Linked DNA regions of Macaca mulatta: region 2 is linked to region 1. Evidence: chromatin contacts called from public Hi-C data. All regions are on one chromosome and are shown on one strand. Each heading gives the region's core, a stretch centred on a gene start, on an enhancer-like site or on the middle of the called end of the contact. The rest is flanking DNA. Distances are from core to core; before and after follow the strand shown. Region 1 holds the start of MAP1LC3A (microtubule associated protein 1 light chain 3 alpha). Region 2 holds the start of TP53INP2 (tumor protein p53 inducible nuclear protein 2).

Evidence for each region. Hi-C and Micro-C count contacts between places; a contact is called where the count stands out from the background.
Region 2: a Hi-C map of fetal cortex germinal zone shows a contact between it and region 1, with 2.0 times the contacts expected there. The contact joins the promoter of TP53INP2 here to the promoter of MAP1LC3A in region 1. A contact is called at or near these places in 2 of 14 Hi-C or Micro-C datasets (fetal cortex germinal zone and fibroblasts).

Annotation. Positions count from the first base shown.
Region 1 is chr10:87,344,224-87,346,923 of T2T-MMU8v2.0, reverse strand. MAP1LC3A (microtubule associated protein 1 light chain 3 alpha) reads right to left here and starts at 1,333. Exons shown (of 4, transcript NM_001261138.1): 1 at 1,139-1,333; 2 at 754-809; 3 at 564-670; 4 at 1-294. The coding sequence starts at 1,178. The coding sequence ends at 132.
Region 2 is chr10:87,488,302-87,491,001 of T2T-MMU8v2.0, reverse strand. TP53INP2 (tumor protein p53 inducible nuclear protein 2) reads right to left here and starts at 1,382. Exons shown (of 5, transcript NM_001257771.1): 1 at 1,312-1,382; 2 at 349-465.

The DNA of each region.
Region 1 (2,700 bases), core at 84-2,583:
CTCTGACTAGGGGGGCACATGCCTGCCCAGCCCACCACGGCAGAGGCAGCTCAGTTCAGGAACCAGGAGCTCTCTGGGCAGGGCCTGACCGGGCCCCCCCCCACTCCCAGGCCGACCCCCCTACTGCTGGCTCAGAAGCCGAAGGTTTCCTGGGAGGCGTAGACCATGTAGAGGAAGCCGTCCTCGTCTTTCTCCTGCTCGTAGATGTCCGCGATGGGCGTGGACACGCTCACCATGCTGTGCTGGTTCACCAGCAGGAAGAAGGCCTGCGTGGGGTTCAGCTGCAGGCGGCGCCTGAGGCAGGCGGGAGAGTATGTGGCTGTAAGGGGCTTGGCTACGGGGCAACGTAGCCCTGACCCCCAGAATGATTCCCAGCCTTTCACACCCATCCTCACCCCACCTGTCACCTCTGACCCGGCACCGACTGCAGCCCCGACCTTGACCTTTCCAGCCGCCCCAGAACAGGGGTCCACCACCGGTCCCATCACCCCTGACCCCTTCTCGGCGGGAACCCGTCTCCCTTCCCGACCCAAGCCACCACCTGGCAGCGGCTGCCCACGCACCGGATGATCTTGACCAACTCGCTCATGTTGACATGGTCCGGGACCAGAAACTTGGTCTTGTCCAGGACGGGCAGCTGCTTCTCACCCTTGTAGCGCTCGATGATCACCTGGGAGCAGGGCGGGCGGGCAGGGGGTTGTGTCGGGGACGCGCGAGGCGGGGCCGGGGCAGGGCTGGGGGTGCAGGACTTACCGGGATTTTGCTGGGGTGCTGGTCGCGGATCTGCTGTACCTCCTTACAGCGGTCGGCTGCGGACAGCGGCCAGACCGTGAGGCCGGGTCGGCCCGGCCCAGGTCCTCCCCACGTCTCCGCCTGCCTGTCCCCAAGGGGCGGCCCCCGGCCACGCCCCAGCTCCAGCCCCCGCCCCCGGGGCCGTCAGGCCCCACAGCCCCTGGCACCTATCGTGGTGGGGAAGCAGGCAGCCCCCGCCCAGGCCGGAGCCAGCCTCCCAGCCCGAGGGTCCAGCCGAAGCCTGACGTCACGGGGCTGACGTCACCTGCGGCAGTCTGGGTCGGCCGGGCACCCCCCCTCCCCGGCACCCCTACCCCGAGCTCACAGCTCGCCTGCCGGGCCTCACCGAAGCTCCGCCGCTGCTTGAAAGGCCGGTCGGAGGGCATCGCGCGGGCCCGGCTGGGCGCGCAGGCCGGGGCTCTGGGGCGCGGAGATGTGGCTGCGGTTTGGGGGCTCCGGGGGCTCCGTGCCTCGCGCTCAAGGGCTCCGGCGCTCGCGCTGAGCACGGCGGCGGCGGCTGCGGGAGGTAACTCGCCCGGTGACGTCAGGTCACAACATTCCTTAAAGGGGAGGCCGGCGCGCAGCTCCCATTGGGCCGACGCACAACCCGCCCGCCCGGACCCGTGACGTCACGGCGCAGAGAGCCTGGGTCCCCGGCCCGGGACACGAGAGGCGGGGCTCCTGGGCGCGTCACAGTCCCGTGACGTCATGAGCAGCGCGGGAGCCTCTCCCGTGGCCCCGACTCTGGTGAGGCCGGGAGAGCGGTGGGGCCGCCCTGGGCCGATGGAGCGGGTGGGCCAGGCTGCAGCCCCGTGGCACCACTTCCTTCCCTCACCGAGTCTGTGTCAGGACTGACCCGCGGCTCTGGGCACCGTGGGAAACAGCGGGAGCCAAAGGCCCGGCGCCTTCAAGGGGGCTCAGGGCAAGAGAAGGGAGAAGGTGCGGGAGGCACAGTCAGACACAGGATAGAGCAAGACGCTAGAAATGAACGCCCAGGTTTGAAAAAGAATAATATAATTGAAGAGTAGAGCTATCGAAATTCAGGTCTCAGAGGATGTGGCAAGAAGGCAGAGCAGGACAACAGAAGAGAAATCGTGGACCTGGAGGCTGATAGCAAGCAGCTTACCAGAGGACAGGTGATGGAGAATTAAAAGGAAAAGGCCACGGATGGCAACGCCAGGAGAACTCGCAGGCCGGAGCAGAGCTCCACAGGCGAGCACTGAAAGACCTGCAGAGGCAGTTCCTGAATGAGAGCTGTCAGAAATGATGCTTAAAATCCAGAGCAGAAGGCACAGACCGAAGATCAACATCTTTTTTTTTTTTTTTTTTTGAAAGGGAGTTTCGTTCTTTCGCCAGGCTAGAGTGGTGCGATCTCAGCTCACTGCAACCTCCGCCTCCCTGGTTCAAGCGATTCTCCTGCCTCAGTCAGCCTCCTAAGGAGCTGGGATTATTAGGCGCCTGCCACCACGCCTAGCTACTTTTTATGTTTTTAGTAGAGATGGGGTTTCACCATGTTGGCCAGGATGGTCTCGATCTCCTGACCTCGTGATCCGCCCGCCTCAGCCTCCCAAAGTGCTGGGATTACAGGCGTGAGCCACTGCGCCCAGCCGCCAAAATAATTTTTAAAGAATGTACTTCAGTATCAAAGACATGGAACCCAAAAGGAAGAAATTAGATGGAAAAATGGTGAGCAAATTAGTAAACATGTCAGTAAATCTAAACAAGTATTTAATATGCAACATGAATAATGGATAATCTGTGGGCCACAGAAACAAGATGCATGAGACAGAAGAACATGGGAGACTGAGAGGGCAATCAGAGTTAAGGTGTTTTAGGAAGTTCGATTTGAGAGGGGGATAAAGAGACTAAGCATTCTCTGGCTTTGTAAAGTCAGGTGTGTATTTCAGA
Region 2 (2,700 bases), core at 133-2,632, 140 kb before region 1:
ACTACAGCAGCTCTGCCCAGAATAGCATTTGTGCCCTAAGCCGTCCCTACCCCCAGCCCATCCTTGAGCAAACTCCCAGCAGGAATGGAGTTCCTGGTTCAGCCTCTAGGCCCATCCACTTAAGTCAGAAACTCTCCTTATCCTATCCCTTTTCCTATACTCTCTGTGGGCAAAGGTGAGGAGGGAGCAGCAAAACACTTGGAGTTGTCTGCACTAGGCCAGGTCAGGCCCTTCCTAGCTGACAACCTAGGAAGTTGGGGAGGTAAAGGGCCAATAGAGGGAACCCTCACCCCACCCTCCAACCCCAACATCAGCCCTGGAGACACCCCGAGGCAGCCAACGACTCACCTCTCTGTGATCCAAACAGCTGGGAGGCAGCGATTTTATTGGACTCTAGGACTCCAAGGTACAGTGAGGACAGAAGGGGTCAGGACCACAAAACGTGAACCAATCTCCAGAGATTCCCTGGAAAAAGGTCCAGGAGTAAGGAGACCTAGGAGCCTATCAAACCGTGATGAGGCTGAGCCCAAGATCAGGTCCCCAGCGAAAGGAAGATGTGTATCTTACCACTTGTATTGAGCCTCTATTATGTCTATGCCCCTGGCTAATAATGCATCTGTCACTCAGTGAGCATGACTCTAATTGGTTGTGTGACCTCGAGTGAGCTAATTCTCCTCTCTGAGCCTGTTGCCCCTTCCATGAACTGGGGTCTAAGACCCCTCATTTTGGGTCTGGGAGTGACATCAGCTAAGGCGCTGCACACAAATCAGGGATTAGGAGGATGTTATTCTGTTAGTCCCTGGGGGCGGAGTCTGGAGCCGGAGGGAGGGGATCCCACCACCATCTGGTGCTGTACCAACCACCTGGAGTCCAAGGTAGCCCCGAACTCCTGACGACCCCCTCGACCTAGGCCCAGCAGCGCCGTGTGACTCCTTCTCAGGTTGCAAAGAGAAAGTAGGGGATCAGAGGCCTGACCCCAGCCCCTGGATTAGCCCTAGGAAATCGCCGACCCCCTGCAGCCCCCTTTGGATTGCAGCGTCTCACCCAGGGCCCAGCCCCGACACAGCGGCTACCGGGTCACGGGAGGACAAGCGACCCGAGCCTGTGGGGGCGGTGCCGGCCTTGGTGACGTCTCAATGTCATATGCAAATAGAACGACGTCATGGTCTACCGGGCGTGCGGCAACCAATTGGGAGCCGGGAACGCGGCCCCGGCGGCCGCCGGCGGAGAGAGACAAAGGCCTGGGCGCGGGGGGCTCAGGGCGTGTCCGTGGCGGGGGAGCCCCCTAGGCCCACCCGGGTCGGGACTCACCTGGGGGCGGGAGGGGGGCGGCACGGAGTTGAGGTAGTTGTGCGGCGGGGCGTCCCAGGGTCGCCGGCCGCTCACAGGCCAGGCCGCATCGCGGGGGCTCGCGGGGGAGGCGGCGGCGGGGCCGCGGTCGCTCCGGGCTGCTGAGCTCGCCCGCCGGGCTTTGAGTCTGTGCGGCCGCTGCGGCGGGGCTCACGGCACAAATTGGAACGTTCAAACAGCTGATTGTGATGTCACAAAGAGGCCCGCCCGCCTCGCGTCACCGGCTGGCGGGGCGGCGGCCAATCCCGGGCTGCGGATCCCCCCCGTCCCGCCCCTCCCCTCCCGGTTTGCGGGCCGGGCGCTCCGGCCGGGAAACGTTCTCGGAACCGGGAGGGTGAGTGTTCGGGGAGGCAGCTGCGGGGAGCTGGGAGCCCTGCGCCGCGGCGAGCTCTCCGCGAGGAGGATCTCCACTCCCTCCTACCGGCTCCTCATTTTCCTGACTCTTCCCGGATCGAAGCACCCTCACCTCTCCCACTGCTCCCCAAATCCTTTCACTGCATCCCATGTCCAAGTCCCGCGATGCGGACCCTGTTCTTGATCCACACCACGTCTGTGCACCTCCATTCTCCCCACTGCCCTTCTCCCTGCTCTCCCTCCCTCCTCGGGCTCACACTTTCTGCTTTCCCACCCCGGTTTTTCTTCAGCTCTGCAGGCTTGAGAGAAGAGGGGCATCCCCCACCCCCGGTTCCGGGGGAGCATCTGGGAATGTAGAGAAGTTTGTGAAGCTGACGGGAAATTTCGCAGAGTAGGACTTGAGAGGAATTGCCCTGTGCTGAGTAAACATTGACCTGCGAGGGCTCTGCACTTGAACGTTTTCACACCTTACTTAATCCACGTTGCTACTGGGGCTGTACAGAAGCGGCAGGACAGGGGCTGATTAGGAGTCCTGATTTACACGTGGGGAAGCTGAGCCTCACAATCTCACTGTTAGCGTGTGAACTCATATTCAACAATGCATTCAACATTTATTAGGCACCTACTTTTGCACCACCATACCACTAGCTGACATGTATTGAACACTTACTGTGTGCCACGACCTGTGCTATGGTGCTTTATGTGTGTTTTTTTTTAATCTTCACAACAACCCCAAAAGGTGGATATTTTCCCCGTTTTACAGTTGAGGAAACAGACTCACAGAGCTCAAGTGACTTTCCTAGGTCTCAAAAGTACAGTCAATGGCAGAGCCAGGATTTGAACCTATAGCTCCCAGCCCTGACCCTCTCCATTCTCTACATGCACCAGATGGTCTAAACCTCAGGGCGCTTCAGGCTCCCCAGAGTCCTAGCTTTCAGTCCTGTCGGTGCCCTAGACTTGCTGTGTGACCTCAAGTCATGTTACCTCTCTGGGTCT